2 separate regions of the Mus musculus genome follow, and region 2 is linked to region 1. A link is a contact called in public HiChIP or PLAC-seq data. All regions are on one chromosome and are shown on one strand. The core of a region is the stretch at or near the end of the contact, and the rest is flanking DNA. Distances in the headings are between cores, read along the strand shown. Region 1 overlaps Pakap (paralemmin A kinase anchor protein). Region 2 overlaps Pakap (paralemmin A kinase anchor protein).

Region 1 (7,531 bases), core at 2,791-5,290:
TGTAAGTTCTTCTGACAGCTTTTATCTTTTTTTTGTGGGTCTAGCTGTTGGCTTTTGTGGCCACTGTGAAGGGTTTCTGCCTAGATTTGCCCTATGTGATCAACTGAGACGGGAGGATTGTCGTCAGGGCTCTTGGAACTGAGATGAAGAGAGCATAGGAAAGGTCAGGCTGTATGCCTGAGCTCTGTAGATTAACTTTGCAAGGCCTCCTTGTCCTGCCCAGTGACCACATTGCTTCTCTGGCTGCCCTCAACCAGGTTCTGACTACTTCACTCCAGAAGGGAGGTGGCCTGCCTATGGCCAGGAAACTGGTCAGGTCCATTTGTAAGCAAAATTAGAGCCTTCTCCTTGGTAACTCTAGCCATCCCAGGTCTCAGGACACCTAGACAGTAGGAGCAGAGGGTGGAAGGTGGTATGTATGTACAGACCTTAGAACAGAGTCTCTACAGCCAACCTGTTCCATCAAATTCTGCCTGATTGCTTTTTGCTAGTCTTGACCCTTCTCGACAAGTTCACCTAACCTATTACTGGCCCTCCACCTCCTCCTGAGGCTGAAGCAAACACTTGGCAAGTGCATCAGGAGACAGGAGGCACTCCAATTCAAGGCTAGTTTAGGACATAGAGTCATATCTTATCTCCAACTAGCTAACCAAGTAACTAAGAGTGTGTCAGGGTTCCTAGAGCAGTGGTTCTAATCTTGTGGATCTCAACCCCTTTAGGTGTCGAATGACCTTTTCACAGGGGTTATAGATTAGATAACCTGCATATTAGATGTTTACATTATGATTCATAACAGTAGCAAAATTGAAACTATGAAGTAATAACAAAAAATAATTCTATGGTTGGAGAATAATAATTCTATGGTAAAAGGTTCATAGCATTAAGAAGGTGGAGAATCTCTGATCTAGAGGAACAGAACTGATGGAGTGAATATATTGTCAAAGGAGACTTATTAGATTTAATTACATGATATGGTAGACCAACAATGTTTAATTCCCATGGGAAATACCAAGAGTTTGGTAGCTACTCAGTCCATAGTCTCAATCTGGTGCTGTAGGCCTGAAGAGTTTGGGGAGAAATGCTGGTCTTCGCTCTACATTTGGAAGCCCAGAGATGCTCATCCTACTATCAGTTAGGGAATTCAACAACAGGCTGGATGAACTTGTCAAGCAAGAGTGAAGACAGACACAAGGCAAAGCAGTCCTTCCTCCACGCCCTTTGATCTGGGCTGCGGCCAGCCCAGGGATGCCCAGATTTAGTGTGGATCTTCCCACTTCAAGTACCTTGGTCAAGAAAACCCCTCACAGGAGTGGCCAGCCACTTGACTTGTAGGGGATTCCAGATCCGGTCAAGATGGCAGACACCGTTAGCCATCACACAGGTGAAGCAGAGTATGCCAGCTGAACTGCTGCTTGCCGCTGACACTCACAGCTAGTGAAGGCTGGAGGCCAGCTCAGAGAGGTCAGCTGTGTCACAAGCTGAGTGCAAACCCCGGCTCGTGCTTCAGCCTGTGCTCCTGGTTTGCCCAGGCCCTAATGTCTCTACAGACCATTCAGAACAGCACGGCTAACTGTTGCTTGTGGGAGACATGGCCAAGAAAAAGTCTGGGGGGAATGTACATATATGTATGCATAAGCACACATACATATATGCCTGTGCACATATTCATGTATATACATACTTTATGGAGCCCAAAGGGTAAAAGCTAAACTGTTACCAGCCATTACACCATATATACAAAGGAAAGTATGTTACTACAGAAAGGAGTGAATTCTAAGACGTTTTCTGTTGTTCTTGTGCGCTTAAGCAGGGATGACTGTTTTTTATGTCCAGGAGTTGGTAAGGCACTGGCAGGCTGTGATGGGACCCTGGGGGCTCATCTTAAATGCAAGCTCAGTTTGGACAAAATCAACCACTGGAATGTGTAAATGTTATTTTTAATATTATTGTAAATTTATATGATATATGCCTTTATCCTAGCTAGTTCCCTAATAACAACACAGAGAGACCAAGGTTTATTTTCAAGTTTCACCTTAATATCTGGGCAGTGTATCTTATCCCCTAAAATCTGGCTACCTCCCAGCCATAACCCCAATAATATTTGCATTTAAGGCCTTCCATCCTTCAGCTGAACTCTCATGAACTTTTGCCTCTTCTTGTGGCTCAATCTCTTCTTTTCCTCTCCTCTTTTCCTCCCTCCCTCTCCCTCCCCCTCTCCTTCCCCTGACTGATGGAAGTCCCATCCTTTTTTTCTCTCTAGTCTCTCTCCTTTTTTTCTGCCTAGTCATTGGGTGATCAGTTTTTATTGACAGGGCCAAGAATAAATGGTAAGAATTGTTTACACAAACTTGAGATGGGAGATTCTTGATGTAAGCATTACAATGCCATGCCTGGATTAAAACATATGAAGGCAGAGAAATCAGCATTTGAATAATGCAAGGATGACCTTTACACAGTACACAGAAACTACGCCTACAGGAGTGTGCTGTAAGAGTTGGGGGTTCAAATGGGCATGGTCAGCCACAGGAAAAAAATAGAGCAGATCTTGCAGAGCAGATCAAAAGTGGTTTTGAATCAAGAGAATGAAGAGCTCATGTATACGTGTGCAGGACCTTCTTGGAGCCCTTGGAAGAGGGCGATGGCCAAGACAGAGGAAAGGAACCATGGTGGGCTGTAAGAGTGAGTGGCTAGGCTCTGGGTCTGGGGAGGCTTTGCCTGCTCCTGTCATGGTCTTGCCAGGCATTGAACTCGTGGGCCCTGGATGTGTCCCAGGGTAAGCTGCATCCTATAGGCTACTGTGTATGAGCAAGGCTGTTGTGGGTACCCCCTCCTCCTTCAGACCTCCTGGCTGAGGACATACTTCCTACTCTGGAATTTGATTTTGGTTTCCCTTCCTCTTGTCATCTCTCCCCTGTAGATTGAGCCACCCTTGTGCAACATGCTTAGAATCAGAGATGTTTGCATTTGGGACTTTGCAGTTGTTTTAATTTCAGAATCTCTGCCAGTGTACAATGAGACACCTTGGGGATAGAATCATGAAATGTGTTTGTTTCATACACAGACCTTATACATAACCTGTAGATAACATTGTACAATATTTTAAAGTAATTTTTCGTTTGGAACAAATTTTGCACATTGACCCATTGGAGGAAAGACTTGGAGAGGTCTGCCTGTCTGTGATCATGAAGATTCAGATGTGGGAACATTTCCAGTTTTAGGCCTTCAGATTAGGCATGCTTCTCCTCTAAAGGCTTTTGTGTCTTTACATCCCAGTCCCAAGGGAAGAAAGGGGCTGCCATCCCTCATGCCGTAAGGAACACCCATTCCCCGGAGATACTTTCCTGTGGTTGGGCGCAGTTCGCTTCTGTCTCACAGAGGACTATCGGAACAGCTGTTGAGCTCATGGTTCACATAAGCTCTCTGCAGTGTGACAAAGTCTGAAGATGGGCTACAGGACTCTGCTCTCTTTGGCTGAGCTCAGCTAAATGGCTCTAAGCTGTAGGTGGGATGCATCTGCTTTTATTTTCTGCGCACCAACAGGCTAACGGGCTGCTCTTATTATCTTTCTGTGGCAATAACAGAGGATCCAGAGAGCCGAGCAAAAACAAGGTCTACACTTAGAGCTGTCCGTAAGTGAGCCTCTAAACATTCTGGCAGCCACGCCCAGTCAAGGAGAGGACACAGATGACCCACTCTTGGTGGGAAAACCACAAATAAGAGAAGCATAAAAAGATGAGGGGTGAATATGTCCATCATCCACAAGCATGACTGTTGAACTGAAAAAAAAAAAAAAGAAGCTTCAGAAAACTAAGAAAGAATTGAAACTCACAAAGCAACAGGGCAGAGGCAATGAGAGAAAGGAATAAAGAGAAGAGGAGAGATTTGGAGGTCCCATCCAGAACTAGATATTTATTGAACAGGAAACCCAGAAGTGATGCCACAGTGCCCTGTGAAAAGGGAATTTGTGCAACAAAACATTGCTCTGCAGATCACAGATCGTTAGCTCTCCGCCCACTGGTCTGAGTCACTCCCAAGAAATGCATTAGATTCTCTTAAAAGGGACACGTGGTTCTGTCTCCCAATGCTAAAGTAAGCCAGGCATGGTGATGGGTTTTTTGTAGTCTCTGTATCCTGGAAGTGGAAGCAGAAGGATCAAGCAAGGTCACCCTAGGCCAGCAGAGGCCATATGAGATCCACCCTTCACAGAGACTGGGTTACAGCTCAGTTGGTAGAGCACTTGCCTGGCAAGCACAAGACCCTGGGTTTGATCCCTAGCACCACGCACACTGGTTATGGTAGTGCGCATGGTATGTATGTGTAAGAGGAAGGGAAACTAAAATCAAATTCCAGAGTAGAAAGGATGTCCTCAGCCAGGAGGTCTGGTGGCTCAATCTACAGGGGAGAGATGACAAGAGGAAGGGAAACCAAAATCAAATTCCAGAGTAGGAAGGATGTCCTCAGCCAGGAGGTCTGGAGGAGGAGGAGGTACCCACAACAGCCTTGCTCATACACAGTAGCCCATAGGATGCAGCTTACCCTGGGACACATCCAGGGTTCACGAGTTCAATGCCTGGCAAGACCATGACAGGAGCAGGCAAAGCCTCCCCAGAATAGAGCCTAGCCACTCACTCTTACAGCCCACCATGGTTCCTTTCCTCTGTCTTGGCCATCGACCTCTTCCAAGGGCTCCAAGAAGGTCCTGCACATGTATACATGAGTTCTTCATACATATACATGCCATATACATACGTATTCATACCTGTATACATACCATACAGGTGTAGTAGTGCTCTCAACACTTGGTAGGTGGAATTGGGAGGGTGATCATCTGTAGGTCATTTTCTGCACCTAGAGAATCTGAGGCAGTCTGGACTATGTGAGACCTTGTCCCAAAACCAAAACAAACCAAAACAAATCAGAAAAAAAAAAAGACTTAAGGAAGAATAGAGCATGGTAATCAAAGAGAACATGCAATTTCTATATGAAAAAAAATGAGAATTAACTTGGGTCATTTGGTTTAGAGAAAGAAGAGGGGTGGTGGCCCCACAGACCCTCAAGTGTGTCTAGAATTCAGGCAGTGTCTTGCTTCTTTATGATTGGGTCAATCTGAATACGACAGGGTTTAAATAAAGCACGAAGACTTACGGCTTGGGTTTGATATGACCATTCCCCTAGACATTAAGAAAAGATAAAATCATATGCTTTTAAAAATTGTTCACAGCCTAGAGCAGTGTAGGAAATTCCAGGACTTTAGCTGCACTTTCTCCCACAATGTTATTTATACAATGGAGGTGCCTTGGAATGGAACGTCTTCTGCCTTTCAGAACTGGTGGTGGTGGTGATTAGATTTTTCAGGATAGCTTACTGAGAAGGAAAGACAAAGGAAGGAGGGATGGAAGGAGAGAGGAAGAGAGGAAAGGAGAGGGAGAGATGGCAGGAGGGAGGGATGGGAGAAGAGAGGGAGGGAAGAGCAGAGGGAGGTAAGGAAGGGAGGGAGAATGTACCTAGACTACTCAAATCTTGGGCAGTATAATTTACCTTGGGGAAGTTTTTAAAAAAAATAATCTATAGGCTTCATTCCAGAAATTTGGATTCTGTGGCACAAATAAGGAGTAGTTCCTAGCTCAGTGGGTCTAAGCACTTGTTGCCAGATCTGGTAACCTGGACTCAATTCCCCAAAGCCATAATGATAGACGAGGGCTCACCCCAAAGATTGTCTCCTAAACTCGAAAGGAGCACTGCAGTGTGTGCATGCTGGCCACCCTCACTCACCCACGCCCACACACAACTTATAAAGATGCTAAGCTTATTCCCTATGGCTGTTTTGTACAAGGAGGATTGCTGTACATGGAGAAAGACTGGAAGATTCAGTTTCTAGCACCGAAGCCTGGAAAATCAATAGCACGCAGTAGACTAAAGAGCACAGCAATTGCCCTTGATTTCAGACTGATTCTGGCTTTGACTCAAGGACATTAGAAACCACCTCTGGGGACTTTGTAAGAGAGAGCCACTCACCACAAAGCTGAGGCTTTTGTGTTTTGTTTTGTTTGGTCTTTTTGTTTGTTTGTTTGTTTTCCCAAAGGCCTTATGGCAGAGCCCCCTCCCTTTGAACTTCATTAGAAATAACCTTGGCTCTCTGGGCTAATAACAATACAGGTCAAGGATGCTGGCTACCTCCTCAAAGCCCAGAAATTTCTATTATCTGAAATAACACAAAGATCGATAGCTGAACTGTGAGCAATATGGCCTCAAGTCATGCCATCAGAGTGACTGCAAACAGCGGAGAGCCTTGTCACTTAGCAGAAAACTTGTCTCTGTTTGCTATTCTTCTTGGCTTGTGTAACAGTCATATTCTTGACTTGCTGGTAAGAGGAGACCAATGAGGCTTTAAAAAATATATGAGGGTTGCTGAAAGCAGACTCATTTCTTATATTTTAAAAACAAATCTCAGACGTTAACATCTGTATGAGTTGTTTCCTGATGGAATATTATACTGAAAAATTCCAGGGTCAACTATTATCAGTGAGTTACTGTGTTCCTGGGGTTACACAGAACCCCATAGTAGTTGTCTTAGGGTTTTACTGCTGTGAACAGACACCATGACCAATACAAGTCTTATAAAGGACACCATTTAATTGGGGCTGGCTTACAGGTTCAGAGGTTCAGTCCATCATCAAGGCAGGAGCATGGCAATGTCTAGGCAGGCAGAATGCAGGCAGAGCTGAGAGTTCTACATCTTCATCTGAAGGCTGCTAATGGAAGACTGACTTCCAGGCAGCTAGGATAAGGGTCTTAAGGTCCACACCCACAGTGACATACCTACTCCGACAAGGCCACACCTACTCCAACAGGGAGATACTTCCATATATTGCCACTCTCTGGGCCAAGCAAATACAAACCATCAAACTGGTGCTCTTGATATTTCAGGCAACCAAACCCACAGTAGTTCGATCTGTTTCATATCTGTTCTTGGAACCAGGGCTTATTGCTTGCCTTGTGGGTTTTTTTTTTTCCACTTGAGTATCATTCTAATTTCAATAATGAATTCATTATTTTTCTCATTGTTGTGACAAAATACCTACAGAAACAACCTAAAAGAGGAAAGGATGGTTTGGGCTCCTGGTTTCAGAGGGCTCCATATGTGGTTGTCAGGCGCTGTGTACTTGGCTAAAATGCCAAAGTGTAGGCACATGTGGTAGTGGCTGTCTAGGTGACAGATAAGCAGAAAGGATGAGTGTTGGTCTCCAGCTGGCTTGCTCCTTTGTCCTCCTTTCTTTCCATCCAGGCCCTCTGCTCTGGAATTGGTGCTGCATGCATTCAGGATGAGTTCCCTTTGGGAACACCCTCTCACAGATACACTCAGGATGGATAGATGGTGGAGGGATAAGAAGAGGAGTGGAAAGGGAAGGGAGAAAGGATGGAAAGAGAAAGAGAAAGAGGAGCCCTGCCTCACCAATCACCTAGGTGGCCCTAAGTCTAGCCCAGTTGACAGTGAAGCATACCCATCCTAAGTTAGGCCTTCAGAGGTACA
Region 2 (7,531 bases), core at 3,458-5,957, 150 kb after region 1:
CTCCTGAGTGCTGGAATTAAAGGCATCCGCCTCCCTGTAGGCCTTGGCTGCCATTTTCAAGTGTTTTGGGTCTCTGTTACTCTGTGTTGACAATTTCAACTCAGCATCCTGTTTGTGAGACTCATTATCAGGTACAGAGACACCGTGGTGACTTTTGTTTATCCAACAGTTGATAGTGAAAGCACACAGAGCCTGACTTTCTTATCCTTGGGAAAATAGAGGAGGGAGGAGAAACCGGCAGGCACCCAGTCTTTGAGTCTCTAACTGAAGAGTTGGCTCCTGGCAGAGCAGGGGGAGTGGATGCCCCGCTCAGTCTCCTTTGAGTGACAGTGATCGAGGGCAGTTCTCTCAGTTAAGGACTTCATATGTGGATTATTTTAATCCCAGATAGCAAAAGGCCCTCTGCGTTCTAGTAACGATAACACTAATGGCTACTTTCCTGTGCTGGCAGATTAGACACGGTTGCATGCTCAGCACGTGAACTCTACCCTCTCCACTGCTATACCCTCGGCTTGAAAAACTACAGATAAAGTAATGAAGATAATTTTTTATTAAAGAGTTCCCCCAAGGTGTTCTAGGATGTAGACTTGGGGTGCAAGCAGCCTTTAGAACGGTGGTTCTCAACCTCCCCAATGCTGTGACCTTTTAGTACAGTTCCTCATGTTGCGAGGACCCCCCCAACCATAAAATTATTTTCACTGCCACTTCATAAATGTCATTTTACTACTGCTAACGAATCGTAATGTAAATATTTTCTGAGACAGAGGTTTGCCAAAGGGGTCACAACCTATAGCTTGAGAACGGCTGCTCCCTAGAACATTCTTCACTCTGTTCCTGTTTGTCTGTTGGGTGGGTGTTCCCCACCCAAGAGTGAGTTGACTTCAAGGCAACCGGACCCATTATCAGTGAGGAGAAGAAAGAAAATGAGCAGCCCAGCCCCAACAATAGGCTTTTAAAATTCCTTGTACACAGACCTGGTTAAAAAGGCATCTGAGGGGGGTGGGTGTGAACTGGGAACTTCCTCCTCCACCCTGACTGTTGCAAAGCTGTAAGCTAATACTGTGAGAGAGAAGAAATGTGCGGGTCTCAACTTTCCCCAGGGTATCACTTTGTAGTTTTGTTTACTGGGATTAATAAATACTTCCCTCCAAATGCCCTGATAGTTTGTGCTTCAGTTGGGAAATTTCAGTTGGAGTTTTGCTTAAGGCCGGGGTGGGGGGGGGGGGCGGGGGGTACTTCTTGGATCCTCCTGGGGGCTCTTTCGACATCTTATCCCTGTGTTATTTTATGTCAGCATCCCTCTTCCCTTAGTAACCCCCTTCCTGTTCTATTAGCATTCCTCCCTCCCTCCTCTTCCCTCTTTTCCTTAAGGCAAAAAAAAAAAAAAAAAAAAAAGCAAGAAACAGACAAACAACAACAAAATCCACTGTGCAGCCTGAGCTAGCCCTTGTGCAGCCTGAGCTAGCCCTTGTAGCAGCCCTCCTGGCTCGGCTTCCTGATTAGCTCTAGTCAAGAGTTTTGGTTTAGCACGGTTTAGTCTCTGCGATGTTGGTAAGGTATGTTGTTCTGTCCTAAATTTTACTTTTTTCTAGCTGTCATTAAAAGTGAAAAATAAGGTGCAGGAGAGATGGTTTAGCAGTCTCAGGAATGTTTACTGATTGTTTCTGCAGCTGACTGAAATCCCCCAGACCCACGTCGCATGGCTCACCATGGCGTGTCACTCCAGCTCCAGGGGAGTGTGGCTCTGCCTTCTGTGGGCACCTGCACTCATGTGCACGTACCCACAAGCACCCTCCCTCTGCCCTACAATTAAAATGAAAAGAATAGATTTTCTTCTCTGAAGCAGAAATGAAGCTTGCCCAGTTTTATCTAAATTCGGTTGCATTTCTTTTACCAAAAGCTCTTGACAGTGCTGTGGCTGCTGTAGTTTAGAACTCCTCTTCCCATGGCTTTGGGTAAATGAGAATTTAACAAGTGAGCATTTCTCAGGTTGGGTTTGATTTGCATCACTATTTCCCAGTCCTCTGGGGACTAGTACTTTGTTCAAATAAACTTTCATACAGCATTACTGAGAAAGGGTGAGGCCTCCAGCAGCTTTCAATTGGCTGGTTTTATGCTTTATTATTATTATCATTATTATTCCTCATTAGGCATTTAAATGAGCATCATGAAAAGGGGGCACAGGTGGTGGTGTGGTCACTAAATGCAGTGACAGCGGGTTCTGTAGCACTTCATGCTGGTGCCGAAGTCATATGGGCTCCCCAGTTCTTGCTACTCCCAAGGTGGGGCTGAGGTGTTCTTAACGCTGGAGCTTTTTAATTTTTTTTTTTTGTGTGTGTGGGGGGATGTTGTTGTTTGGTTTGGTTTGGTTTGAAACAGGATCTCATAGTTTAGAGTTCTGGTTGTCTTAGAGCTCACTATGTAGACCAGGCTGGTCTTGCACTCACAGAGATCGTCCTGCCTCTGCTTCCTCAGTACTGAGATTAGAGGTCTGTACCTCTTTGACTGGCCAAGATTGAAGCTTTCTTGAGATTGGGAAGATGTCTCAGTTGATAGGGTGCCAGCCAGCATGAGAATTGAGTTCAGGTTCCTAGCACCACCACACAAATCCCGGTGTGTCAGTGCATGGCACCCTAGTGCTGACAGGCTGAGGACAGGTAGGTCCCCAGAGATGAGTCTAGCCAATCAGTCAACAATGGGTTCAGTGAGAGACCCTGTCTCAAAATATGAAGCGGAGATTGATTCATAGAGGAAGATGCCTAACATCATTCTCTAGATTCTATGTGCTCACACGTGCACACACATACCAATATCAACATCAATACACACTCACACACATGTATATATGTGCACACACACATGTGCACACATGCCAATATCAAGACACACATACTACACACACACAGACACACACATACTCCAATATCAATACACATACACTGCACACACATAAAAATCAATTCCTTAAAAACAAACCAAACTAAAAAGTAATTTAAGGGACTGAAGAGATGGCTCAGTAATTAAGAACACTTGTTGTTACTTTAGAGGGCCCAGGTCCTGGTCCATGCACCTGCATTTGTCTGTACCTCCAATTCCAGGGGATTAGTTTATAATCCCAGCATTGGAAAGCCGATGTAAGAGAATCTTGGGTTTGAGCTCAGTTCAGAATGGGCTACATGGCAAGACACTGTCTAAAGTAATATAATAGTAATAGTTGCTGTAGTAATATAAAGCATAAAAACCTCCCAAGTGCCTGGCACATACTTAGTTTTCAGTAAATATAAGTTTCTGTATTAGATGGTTTTCTGTTTACGTGACATAAGTTGGGGTGGTCTGAAGGGAGGGAACTTCAACTGGTGAATTGCCTCCATAAGATCTGGCTGTAGGGCTTTTTTCTTAACTAGTGATGGGTACAGAAGGGCCTAGCCCATAATAGGTGGTGCCATCCCTGGGCTGGTCGTCCTGGGTTCTATGAGAAAGCAGGCTGAGTCAGCCATGAGGAACAAGCCAGTAAGCAACACTGCTCCATGGTCTCTGCATCAGCTCCTGCCTCCAGGTTCCCGTCCTGTTTGAGTTCATGTCCTGACTCCCTTCGCTGATGGATTACGATATGGAAGTGTGAGCCAAGTAAGCCCTTTCCTCCCTAGCTTGCTTTTGGTCAGTCTTCATTGCAGCAATAGAAACCCCAAAACAACTAACTTTCTCCAAATTTAGGATCAAATGCATTGACTTGCAGTTTTTGTTTTTTTGTTTTTGTTTCTTCCTGAGGCAGGGTCTTACTCTGTAGCTCAGGCTAGCCTCCTAACTCTCAACAGTTCTTCTGCCTCAGCTTCTCAATACCAGGATTCTAGCTATGAGCCACTATGCCTGCCTGAAATTGATTCCAAAACGTGTGTTTGCCCCAGTAACAGCAGAGGGACGCACTTTGTCCTCCAGACAGGCATGTTTTAGTATGTGATGTCATATCATCTTTTCATGTGGGCTCCAGGGGTTGGACCTGGGTGGCCAGCATTGGTGGCAAGTGCCATGACGAGCAGAGTCGCCTTGTCAGTGTCTTCTTGCCTGTTTTCTGTAGAGCAGAACCTTTAGTTGTCTTCACCATCTGACGTGCCTCTGAAATGTAAACTCTAGGCGATCCTACAAACTCCTGTTGAGTTTGTGATTAACTGACACAAGCTATTTCTTTTTTTTGCCGTTTTTACTCATAACACTGAGAGATGTGGCTAGAGCGTGGAGAAAAAGATGGTCTCCTTATGTTTCATCTGATAGCAGGATCTTGCAGAGACAAAAAAAAAATATGCTAAAGATAAAGCTACCAGCAACTCTTGGTAGTTACTCACATGCTTCCGTTTCCATGTGGTCTGACTTATCAGGAGGATACAAGCATAATCTAGAGGTGTATGGTGAGCATTTTATTTTGAATAAGTCATAATCAAGTGCTCATTTCTATTTTTGTTAAATTGTCATTTGATTAGATCAAGGATGCCTTTCTTCACTTTATTGCCCTGACTCATTGTGGGTGGCTGCTTGCTAAGTAACCCGTGTGCCTGGAGAGGAAGGGGCTGGCAGCATCCCCACCCAATGGGCACCCAGGCACACGGCATGGAGGGAAGCAAGCATGTGATCGTGGCTCATAGCAGAGTGATGGAAGAGTCCAGCATGGAGCCCGCTGTGGCACACGTTCACCCACCTCTGTGTATTCATCGTCCTGAGCAGGGAAGGGCGGGACTGGTGCTGACCTTGCCTAAGCCACACACAAAGAAACAGCCCAGTGCAGTGACTCACGCCTGTAATCCCTACTCTTGAAATGTAGAGACAGGAAGCTAAGCAGTTTAAGGCCAGCCTGGACTGCGTGATATACTGTGAAGGGAATCATAGTCTTTGGCTCAAGACACCCCCAGGACCAAATTCTCAGCACAAAAGAGATTTATTTGCTCCAGAAGGGCAGAGGGCAGAGATAAGGGACAAAGACAGGAGATAGAAGAAAAGGGAGAGGGAGAAGGGAACAAAGAAGAGAGAAAGGAGGCAAGGGAGAGGGGTAAGCAGTATTTATCCTGGGAGGGTGGGGGAGGACAAAGGACAGCCTTTGGATAGAGAGGTGAGAGACAGATGTGGCCCATAGGCAAAAAGCAGTTTATGAAAGTAAAGTGGGAAACCTCGTTTTAGGTTGAGATGTTTAATTTTAACTGGGCATGCTAATTAGGTGAGCCAAAGGGGACTTTTGATTGCTGTACTTCAATTCTTTGATAGCTGGACCTTGGTAGTCAGCCTCAGGATTAGGAATTGGCCAAATAAGGGAATAGCTCTTGGGGATAGCTTTAGGAATATAATCTAACGGTTTTTAGCAAGGCAGAGGGAACTGGGGAGAAGGGCAAGGCCTGACAGAGCCATGCCCACCACATTTGAGCTAGCCACAGTCCCTTCACCCTGTCTCAAAAAGAAAAGAAAAAAAAGAAGAATAAAAATAAAAGGAAGGAAGCAAAGAAACGAAAGATGTGAGTAAGTGGTTCAAGGTCACACACATCTGTCACAACTTCAGAGGGGGAGGCTTTCTATCCTAGACCTAACTACCCAGCAGGCAGCAGCCATTTGGATAATCCCAAGGAATAATGACAAATTGTAAAATAATCATCTTTTAGTTTTAGAAAATGAAAAGAGGTTCTTATCAAGCATTTGGTCGAGTCCATTCAGTTTTTACAGATAAGAAGACTAAGACTTGTACAACTGGGCCCCTGTGATAAGTCAGTGGTAAGTCCTTTCCAAAGCTTAATAAAATAAATGTGTGGGTTTGAGCCTGTGCTCTGCTCAGTAGCTAACTAAAGGCTGAACCACCCAGCCAGACAAGCTCCTGACCCTAGTTATAATGTGACATTTCTTCATTTATTCTTGAATCTTGGGCATGTTGCTATTACATTTTTTTCTTTAAAAATTCTTTTTTTAAAAAAATGTGTGTGTGTATGTGTGTGTGTGTGTGTGTGTGTGTGTGTGTGTGTGTGTGTGTGTGTGTGTGTGTGTTGGTCAGAGGACAACTTACAAGAGTCAGTTCTCTCCACCATGTGGGTTCCAGGGATTGAACTTTGGTCATCAGTCTTAGCAGCAAGTGCAAGTACCTTTACCTAAGAACCATCTCACCGGGTTCTCCTCTCCTCCTCCTCCTCCTCCTCCTCCTCCTCCTCCTCCTTCTTCTTCATTGTCGTCGTCGTCATCGTCATTGTCTCCTCCTCCTCCTCTTCCTCCTCCCTGTGTCCCTCCTTGTGTTCCTCCTCCTGCTCCTGCTCCTTCTCCTCTTCTTTTTTTAAATAGGGTCTCTTTGAGTTCTAAACTGGCCTCCAACTTGTTGGGGCCTTGAATTTTTGCTCCTCCTGCTTCTACCCTCTGGGTGCCAGGCCTTTACCCACCAGCCTGGCTCTAGCTAAACCATTTGTTAATTGTATTTTGAAAGAAGAGAGGAGAAAAGGGATACCAACATTTATGTAAAACTTAACTCACTCAACAACTGAATATACTAAGTGATAATATCCATCCTTCCATGTACATTTTTCAAGGTTTATTTTGTTTCAGGAAAACCAAAGGTGTGTGTCATCTGCTTTACTTGTCTACATAGTTTCAGCACTAGACGTCTTATTGGTATTAAAATCTAGACAAAGGCAGGAAATTGAAGAAATGGAAAAAATGAAAGGCTAGGTTCCTCTGCCTCCCATGCAGTAAGGTGGTGACTCTCATTAATGTTATACCCTGGAAGGGCAGGCCAGCTCGCTCAGACACCTTGTTAGCTTTCTGTTGCTGTGATGAGAACCATGACACAGTCACAGTCCATCACTGTCTTAGTCAGGGTTTCTATTCCTGCACAGACATCATGACCAAGAAGCAAGTTGGGGAGGAAAGGGTTTATTCAGCTTACACTTTCACATTGCTGTTCATCACCAAAGGAAGTCAGGACTGGAACTCAAGCAGGTCAGGAAGCATTAGCTGATACAGAAGCTATGGAGGGATGTTTCTTACGGGCTTGCTTCCCCTGGCTTGCTCAGCTTGCTTTCTTATAGAACCCAAGTACCAGCCCAAGGATGGCACCACCCACAATGAGCCCTCCTACCCTTGATCACTAATTGAGAAAAAGCCTTACAGCGAGATCTCATGGAGGCATTTCCTCAATGGAGGCTCCTTTCTCTGTGATAACTCCAGCTTGTGTCAAGTTGACACACAAAACCAGCCAGTACAATCACTGAGAAAAGTCAGGGCAAGAACTGGAGGCAGGAGCTGAGGCCATCAAGGAGTTCTGCTTACTGACTTGCTCTCATGCCTTGCTCCACCTGCTTTCTCTTAGAGCCCGGACTGCCACCTCAAACTGTAGGTTGAGCCTCTCACAGACATCATTAACCAAGAAAACTCTGCCAGTGACTTGCCTACAAGCCAGTCTGGTTGGGGGAATCCCTCATCCGTTTTCTCTTGCTAGGTGGCTCTAGCTTGGATCAAGTTGACCAAAAACAAACCAACATAGATGCCATATTAAGGTATGGGATCTAATGCGTAG

Evidence for each region. HiChIP or PLAC-seq counts read pairs in DNA pulled down with a chosen protein or histone mark.
Region 2: a CTCF HiChIP or PLAC-seq map of the NIH/3T3 cell line shows a contact between it and region 1, with 8 read pairs. The contact joins two enhancer-like sites. A contact is called at or near these places in 1 of 15 datasets of contacts at CTCF or cohesin (the NIH/3T3 cell line), 11 of 484 Hi-C or Micro-C datasets (Th1 cells, double positive thymocytes, embryonic stem cells and 5 more), 1 of 115 datasets of contacts at active chromatin or transcription factors (embryonic stem cells) and 1 of 9 other capture datasets (adipose tissue).

Annotation. Positions count from the first base shown.
Region 1 is chr4:57,648,346-57,655,876 of GRCm38.p6, forward strand. The region is part of intron 4 of Pakap (paralemmin A kinase anchor protein); the gene reads left to right. Among named protein-coding and RNA genes, the nearest start is that of Gm52699, 30 kb to the left of the region's middle. Within about 2 kb of position 4,041, at least 38 of the 459 cell types and tissues checked have an H3K27ac peak or open chromatin away from gene starts, as enhancers often do. A contact at or near this core is called in the NIH/3T3 cell line, stem cell-derived germline stem cell-like cells and trophoblast stem cells, where this site is marked.
Region 2 is chr4:57,793,779-57,801,309 of GRCm38.p6, forward strand. The region is part of intron 7 of Pakap (paralemmin A kinase anchor protein); the gene reads left to right. Among named protein-coding and RNA genes, the nearest start is that of Gm35099, 42 kb to the left of the region's middle. Within about 2 kb of position 4,708, at least 165 of the 459 cell types and tissues checked have an H3K27ac peak or open chromatin away from gene starts, as enhancers often do. A contact at or near this core is called in the NIH/3T3 cell line, stem cell-derived germline stem cell-like cells and trophoblast stem cells, where this site is marked.